2 separate regions of the Rattus norvegicus genome follow, and region 1 is linked to region 2. A link is a contact called in public Hi-C data. All regions are on one chromosome and are shown on one strand. Each heading gives the region's core, a stretch centred on a gene start, on an enhancer-like site or on the middle of the called end of the contact. The rest is flanking DNA. Distances are from core to core; before and after follow the strand shown.

Evidence for each region. A called contact is a pair of places that touch in the nucleus more often than the background predicts.
Region 1: a Hi-C map of Schwann cells shows a contact between it and region 2, with 6 times the contacts expected there. The contact joins the promoter of Hint3 here to the enhancer-like site in region 2. A contact is called at or near these places in 10 of 12 Hi-C or Micro-C datasets (the A7r5 cell line, the Rat2 cell line, Schwann cells and 5 more).

The regions. Positions count from the first base shown.
Region 1 is chr1:28,852,444-28,856,452 of GRCr8, forward strand. It overlaps Hint3 (histidine triad nucleotide binding protein 3), which reads left to right and starts at 2,417. Exons shown (of 5, transcript NM_001100825.1): 1 at 2,417-2,626. The coding sequence starts at 2,447.
Region 2 is chr1:28,746,639-28,750,625 of GRCr8, forward strand. The region is part of intron 3 of Ncoa7 (nuclear receptor coactivator 7); the gene reads left to right. Among named protein-coding and RNA genes, the nearest start is that of Ncoa7, 74 kb to the left of the region's middle. Within about 2 kb of position 2,528, at least 9 of the 93 cell types and tissues checked have an H3K27ac peak or open chromatin away from gene starts, as enhancers often do. A contact at or near this core is called in Schwann cells, where this site is marked.

The DNA.
Region 1 (4,009 bases), core at 1,167-3,666, 110 kb after region 2:
AGTGTATTTATGCAAAGGAAACCTTTGTGGTCTAAGACACCACACGTTTTAGAACTCTTACAGTAAACAGCCTATGCCCATCCACTCAGTTGATATAGCGTCTCAAGGTAACATGCCCCAAACAGGATGCCTCATGGTCTCTGCCCACCCCGCATCTGTTGGTTCCACAATTTCTCATCTTGGGGAATAGCAGCTTCAGATTTCTAGTTATTAGATCAAAAATTCTTACCACTGTCCTTGACTACTCTAGAGTGGCAGAGTTACTGCTGGTATGTGTATGAACAGGAACAAAAGATAATTGCTGCAGAGACTGCATTCAATGGAGATGAAGGAGTGAAAATGAATATACATCCTAAGTTAAATGCATAGGGTTACATATATGTAACATGTTGCTATTTAATTTAAAGTATGTGGAAAGGGACATGTAATAGAAAAAACCCAGCAAGAGAAAGAGGAAGGAAGGGGTTAGACAGTCAGAGTTGGCCTTATTGAGGAAGAAACGTACCGGCAAGGAAGCGAGAACTGAAAAACTTTTGCCTTATCACCACTATGTACAAACCCCTAAGCCAAGGCAACGTCCATATGGCAGTATTCAGACAGGGCTCCAAATGCCTAACTCACAATGTCAGGCTCTGGGTTTTGTTATAGCCACCCTCCTCTGCTGACCTTCACCCTCACAGCCTTTACTGAAAAGCACTTCTGCTTGTGACTGTGCCACTCTCATAACTCAAAAGTGTATTCCCCTGGGATCTGAAAGTCATTCTTTTAGTCATCAGACAGCTGTGAAATGTCTACTTAGACCTTTCCACTGTGATAGCACCAAGAAACTCCTGCTCTTACCAAAGCCAAAGACAATTCAAAGGCTTTCAATGTCAAGCAAGCAGTTCTGAAAGGCACCTACAGTTACAGAAGGATCTTCACATCACCTACCTCCCCTTGGCCCAAGAGGCAGCCCGAGTACACAAGTACATACATGGAGAAAGACAAACATATACTACACACACACACACACACACACACACACACACACACACAGACACACACCATAAAAAAGGCAGAGTGATATGAAAGTGTAAGAACAGACATAGAAAATGATATTTAAATGTGTGAGGTCACACATTTTCTGCTTCTGAGGATCTGAGAAGCTACTGTAGTGATTGCCAAATATGCGGTTAACTACACAGGAAATTAAATGTGTCTTCAATTTGCGTGTACTTTTACCTAACATGTTGCTGTTTTGGATTACAACACAATTCATTTAAAAGCATTACCAAATTTAAAGTCATACTAAGTAATTGCAATTATGAAATCGACAAGCGCCAATGTCATAACTATTGTTGTCAATCATTTCAAGTAAACTTCAGCATCAGGAAAGAGGCAGGGTCAGCACAGTACCAGGAGGTTTGACACAGGAAGATTTCCAGGTGAGGTGGGAATCAGCAAGAATTTATCTCAAAACAAAACAGTGCATTTAAAAATATTTGTTCTACGGATAAACATAGAACATAAATAGACACTTATTTAAACTTTGCTATTGTTTGGGTAAGGGGTAAGATAGAAGTCTGAATCTGTTTCTTTCTGTAGAGCTGTAATAAAATAATTAAACTTGGGAAGTTTCACAGTTAGAGAAGCATAGGGAATGCTCAGTACTGGTGCTCAGCAAAGGCCGTGTATTGTCAAAAGGTGAGCTCACAATCATACTTAAGAACTGATATTTTTCTGGCATGATTGTTCCCAAAGGGTTTCTCTCTCTTTCCTGAATAGCAGGAAATACAAGAGAAAATTGTTACAATGAACCCGGTGAGACACAGGGAAGAGCTGGGAGGTAATTTCTCAACTATTGCCTTTTCTCGGTATATGACATGTGACATAGGAGAGATCCTTATTCTGATTTGCATTGCACTATAAACAAAAGCAAACATGTCAAGTACAGTTTGGCTGGGTTTTTTTTTTGTTTGTTTGTTTTTTGTTTTTTGTTTTCAGATCCTAAAATTATTGTGACTGAACAAGTACACAGAAAACAAGGAAAATTCACTTTGCCAAACAAGGCTCTCTATACATTTTACTCATCCTCTTATACCCTTAAAAAATCGAACTTCTATACTTTTTTTTTCTTTTATAACTAGAGCGTGATACACTATATAGAGAAGTGGAAACAACATCCTTTGCACTTTAGACTAAGGTTATTGGCAACTCCCAAGCCCCTGGTTAGGTTCTTGAAACTGAGCTGTTTGCGTCATCACGGAGCGACGGGCGGGGTCAGGGCAAGCCTTACCGCGCCCTCCTCGCCCACTGACAGTCTCCCCTTCCCAGTGTCTGTCCCTGCGCGTGCGCAGACTTCGCATTGCTAGGAGGGCGGAGCAAGGCGGCGGCTCCGGGTGCCACGGGTGCGCACGCGCCAGGCCTTGAGCAGCTCAGCTGATCCTCAGGTCGCCTCTCGGCCGCCATGGCTGAAAAGCAAGCGGGCTTAGCTGGAGAGCCGAATCCCGACTGTACGGTCACTGCCAAAGCAGGACCTGAGGTGTCCTCGCCTGGGACCTCGGAGTCCAGGGACTATGACAGTAACTGCGTGTTCTGCCGCGTCGCGGCGGGTCAGGAACCCGAAACTGAACTCTTATACTGTGAGGTGGGCGGCGACAGGCCGGGGTGGGTGGGAGCCCGACCTCCAATCCAGGCTCGCAGGCTTCTGTCTCTGCACCGACCTGCTAAACCTACCGTGTAATTGACTTCTTTCAGGGACCCAGAGGTCCTCCAGAGGTGCCTTTGCTGCTCAGTAGGGAGAGATAGTAGTAATGGAGCCAGGCACACTCGCCTCCCTCTGCATGCATTTGCAACACAGCAGCATCCTGTGTCCTTGTTTTTATTATAAGGAGTCTTCCTCTTCTCTAGATAGTAAGTTATGTACATTTCCAGTATCCTTAGAGAGCGTACAACTAGCAGAAAACAGGTCATGGGCGTGGTGACGAAGAGTGAATTTGACTGAAAATAGGCGAAATGGAGTTTCATGACTGGGTCTGAAGTCGAACTGATAACTAACAGTTCATAGCTTGTAAGTGGCTACACACCACTGGGAAAAATATCTCTTATCAACCGCGAGGGCTTCATGAACGCCTCCCCTTTTCGTTACAAGATCTGGACAGGATTCAAACCTATGCAGATCACTTGTAGTTAATCATACTTGCTGCGAGTTCAAGAGTGCAACAGCCATGACATACCTGGAAATTCCAGAAAACTTTCCCTTTCCCCTGGCTCAAACATATTTTGCATCTCATCATCCCTCATAGAGAGTTAATCTTTTGAGAGAGATTTATCATTTTGCATTTAAAACTCTCATTACACATATATTCGTTGTAAACGAATGATTGGACTTATATAAGGTGTTGGTATACTATATATATATACATATATATATATATATATATATATATATATATATGGTGTTGGTAATTATACAAATAATGGCAGAAGAAATTGTTTGATTTGGAATAATCAGGGTTACCAACATCATGAAGAATTTGTTTGCAAGACTTTCCAACAAAAGTCAGAGATGATTCTTTGCCTCAGAGATCTCTGTATGGTTTTCTTACTGTATTTTTCAGAATTCATTTAAGCAAAGGACATACCACATATTCTTAGTAGGGGGCTTACCAGTACCAAGGGCAGTGTTTTACTCTTTGTGTATGAGTCACAAAGATATATATATACATATATATATATATATACATATATATATATATATATATATTACCATGCCTGGTATTCATATCTCATGGTATTGATATGAATTATTATTAAGGGTCTCCTAGAAATAGCCCAGTGGTAGTGGTACATGCCTTTAATTCCAGCATTCAGAAGGCAAAGGCAGGAAGATCGCTATGTTGGAGGCCAACCTGCCCTATACAGTGAGTTCCTAGACAGCCAAGGCTACAGAGAAATCTCTTGAAAAGCCAACCAACAAAACAAAGAAACAACCCAAGCAAACAAAGGAGAGAAAGAAAGTGGGCTCTTA
Region 2 (3,987 bases), core at 1,278-3,777:
AGCATATAGAGCAAGTACTCTGACCCTTTTTTTCCATCTTTATTAACTTGAGTATTTCTTATTTACATTTCGATTGTTATTCCCCTTCCCGGTTTCCGGGCCAACATCCCCCTAGCCCCTCCCCCTCCCCTTCTATATGGGTGTTCCCCTCCCCATCCTCCCCCCATTACTGCCCTCCCCCCAACAATCACGTTCACTGGGGTTCAGTCTTGGCAGGACCAAGGGCTTCCCTTTCCACTGGTGCCCTTACTAGGCTATTCATTGCCACCTATGAGGTTGGAGCCCAGCTGATCCTAGCTCTTATTGTGTGTGTTATATGATATAAAAAGATAGCTGTGAACCAACATACTCCACTCAGCCTTGGACATTTTTCATCTAGCAGTGTGTCTGCCATGTTTGTGCTTTGTGCTAATGAACCACTTTCCCTGTAGGAGAAATATGTTTTTTCTCTTTTTGTTGTTTTTATGAGTGAGTGTGTGTTTGTGTGTGTATGTGTGTAATGTGCTTGCCTGTGCTGTGTGTGTGTGTGTGTGTAGATGTACTTGCCTGTTCTGTGTGTGTGTGTGTGTGTGTGTGTGTGTGTGTGTGTGTGTGTATGGGTGTGTGTAGATGTGCTTGCTAGGGATCAGATGTTGACTTCAGAACCTTCTTCTATTGCTCTCTCCTTCATTGCTGAGACCAGGTCTCACTGAGCCTCAATTCACTCTCTGGACTGGCTGGCCTGCTAGCTCCAGAAATCCTCCTGTCTCTGCCTCACAGCCCTGGACTTCAGGAGACCATCACTATGTTCAGCTTTTTACATGGGTTTGGGGAATCAAAACTCAGGCCCCCAATTGTTCAGCAGGCACTTTGCCTGCCAAGCCAGGTTTATTTCTCTTCCTTAGCGGTTTTATACATAGGTCCATAAAGGTACCGATAGCAGTGATCGCAGTGTTTGGAGGAGACAAGGCCTAGCATGTGTCAGCTGGAAACAACCACTGAACACAAAACCTCGCCTGTAAAGTACGTTCACAGTGTTTCAGAATTTCTTAGACTAGCTATTGCTGCAAATGCACAGGGAATGATGGCTCGTCTAGCTGTTCCCGTTTCATGCTGACCATTCTGTCATATGCAGATCTGAGTATAGTTCAAAGAGGGGGCAAAGAGAGAGGGTATTAAGAGTCAGAAATGTGAGAAGCCATGGCAGGACAACAATGGAGGCAGACGTTAAGATTCCACTCTGTGTATTTACAGATTGTTATGAATGTTCTTAAGGGATGGATGGTACCGGGCTTTGTATGTTTAGGTGGGCAACTATATCTTATCAATTGGGGAAAAAAAAGAGTAAGAAATGTGGCTTGGTATGGCTAGGCAAAGAGAAGACGATGAAGCAGTGTTCAGAGAGCATCCTGCAGCTAAAGTGGTGGGACAGTGCTTGTCAAGGTCATGCTGCACTGCACTGAGGTGGCAGTAAGAGCTGCCTCGTGCATTGCTCTGACAGATGGATGAAGAATCTGCCCTCAGCCATGACCATGGGGCTGCTAACACTGCAGAGGGCAAGTTACTTTCTCTTCTGAGACTTCCTTCCTGTCTCTGTCCAGGCCAAGCCAGATCTCCAGCATTTTCATAGATGTATCCATTCTCTGGCTGCAGGCTGGGATAATGAGACCCTAGTGTCTCCACCTTGACAGGCGCTCTTTGTGCGTGTCTGTGTATTTGATAGACATACTTGTGTCCATTTGTGTGAGTGGAGGCCAATCTTGGGTACTGTTCATCACCACCCACCTTGTATTTTGAGCATGCTCTCTCATTGGCCCATAACTCAACTGATAGACTAGCCTTGCAGCCTCAAAGTTCTACCTATCTCTGCCTCCTGGTGCTGAGATTACAGAAATGGGCCACCGTACCAGACTTGTGTGTGAATGTGTGGAGGGGTGGGGAGATTTCGAGAATCTCACTATGTAGATCAGACTGGCCTCAAACTCACAGATCCATTGGCCTTTGCCTCCTGAGTGCTGGGAATAAAGGTGTGACCCACCATCTCCGGGCCAGACCTTTTCTGGATATTGGTACTGGAGATTGGAGCGCAGGTCTTCACACATACAAGGCAAGCACTTTACTCAGTTACCTCCCTGTCTCGACAGATGAATTTTAAATGTGCCTTCTGTAGAAGACTGAGCATATAGATGAATGAATACTCGTGCATTCTTTGGCTTCATTTCCGGACAGTTCCACAGGATGCTTTAGCAGTGTAGTCATTTAGTTGAAATTGCTATGTGGTTTTCCTTGTTAATAGTAAGTAGAGATGCCATTGTGTCATCCCTCAAGAATGACAGTGATGACCGCTGCTGGCTTGGAGACTTGGGGGAATTTCATCAGGAGAATCTACTGCTGGGATCAAACCTCTGGGTGGGGCACTAAATTTCAGGCTTCATTTGCTCCAACCACATTTAGCCATAATTGACAAATGCCTCACTGTTGCCTTTCAGAGTCCCATACCAGGATGTCTGTCTAGACCACTAGGGGGAGCATCAGACCTTGAGCCAAGAGTCATTCCTGTGCCTCTTTCTGTGTTGCATCTCTGTGGCAGGACAGTAAGGAGACTTGACAGAGGGAGGATCTTGTCTGCTAAGGATTTAGATTTGCCTGGTAAAACTCAAAGAGGGTTGGGGGAAGCGCCATTATTTCCAGGATCTGAATCTGAATTGATGAAGGCAGGCTGTGCCGATCAGAGACAAGCCCTTAGGGAAATGAAGTTCTGAAGAGAGATTCTGCTCACAGTAGGCTAATTAGTATAGTGTATGGAGAAGAAAAGGAGCAGTCAGTATATGACAAATTTGAAACCTTAAGAATGAGGAAGGAAGGCGATGGGCTTTGTGTTTAGAGATGTGATTTCATTTCTCTCAAGGGGCTTAGAGGTGCCTGCTTATTGGTCTCTACAGATGTGAGGTGAAATCTATGTGTAAAAGTAGTGATCCCAGGAACAGAGGCAAAAATGAGCTAGTGGTGCTAAATGACAACATGAACTCAGGAGTGCATAATGGAAAAGGCATAGGTGAGAGCTGTCCTATCTGGGTACAGAAAGTACAAAGCTGTCTGTCTGTCTTTCTTTCTTCCTTTCATTCTTTTCTTCCTTTCTTTTTTTTGGTTCTTTTTTTCGGAGCTGGGGACCTTCCTAGGTAAGCGCTCTACCACTGAGCTAAATCCCCAGCCCCCCTCAGACTCACAGATCTACCTCCCTCTGCCTCCTTGGGCCATGATGCCTTGCAGGATTGTTTCCTTCATTTGTTGAATTTTATGCATTACAGGACTCTTTCAAATATTAGCATACAGGAAAAAAACAGAACTTAATAGGATGACAAAGCAAAAGCAAAGGCCTTGCCAAAAGGATATTATTTATGCAAATATAGTTTGTTGAAAGCAGTGACTTTCACTGGTTGCCCATTCTGCATATGCCAAGTAATTTACCTGAACTAAAAAGGATATTTTGACAAAATGTTCTTGATTTTTTCAAATAGATCTATCTGTGACTCACTGAAGTGTCGGGCAATACACTACTCTCTCATTACCCTGTGATAGCACATTAATGAAGACTATTATGGAGAGGCTTAGTCACTAGAATTGCCTCATTATAAAACATGGTCCTGATTCTGTAAATGTTCTATTCTGTTTGTGAGAAGAAAGTAGGAAAGGAAGTAATCACATTACATCATGTGCATCAGATAATCTGAGACATTACCTAGCACAGCACCCAGTCGGTAAAAAGCAGAATGTTTCCAGAACAAGTGAATTGAAGCTTTTCGTGTTTGCATGTATATTTGCTAATAAATAGGACACTTTTCATTTACTCTATTTGTATGGCATAAACTGTTAAGAAGTTGTGTAGGGGGATGGAGGGATGCCTCAGAGCTTAAGAACATTTGCTAAACTTACAGCGGACCCAAGTTCAATTCCCAGTACCTTCATGAAACTTCATGACAATCTATAACTCTATTCCAGAGGATTCAC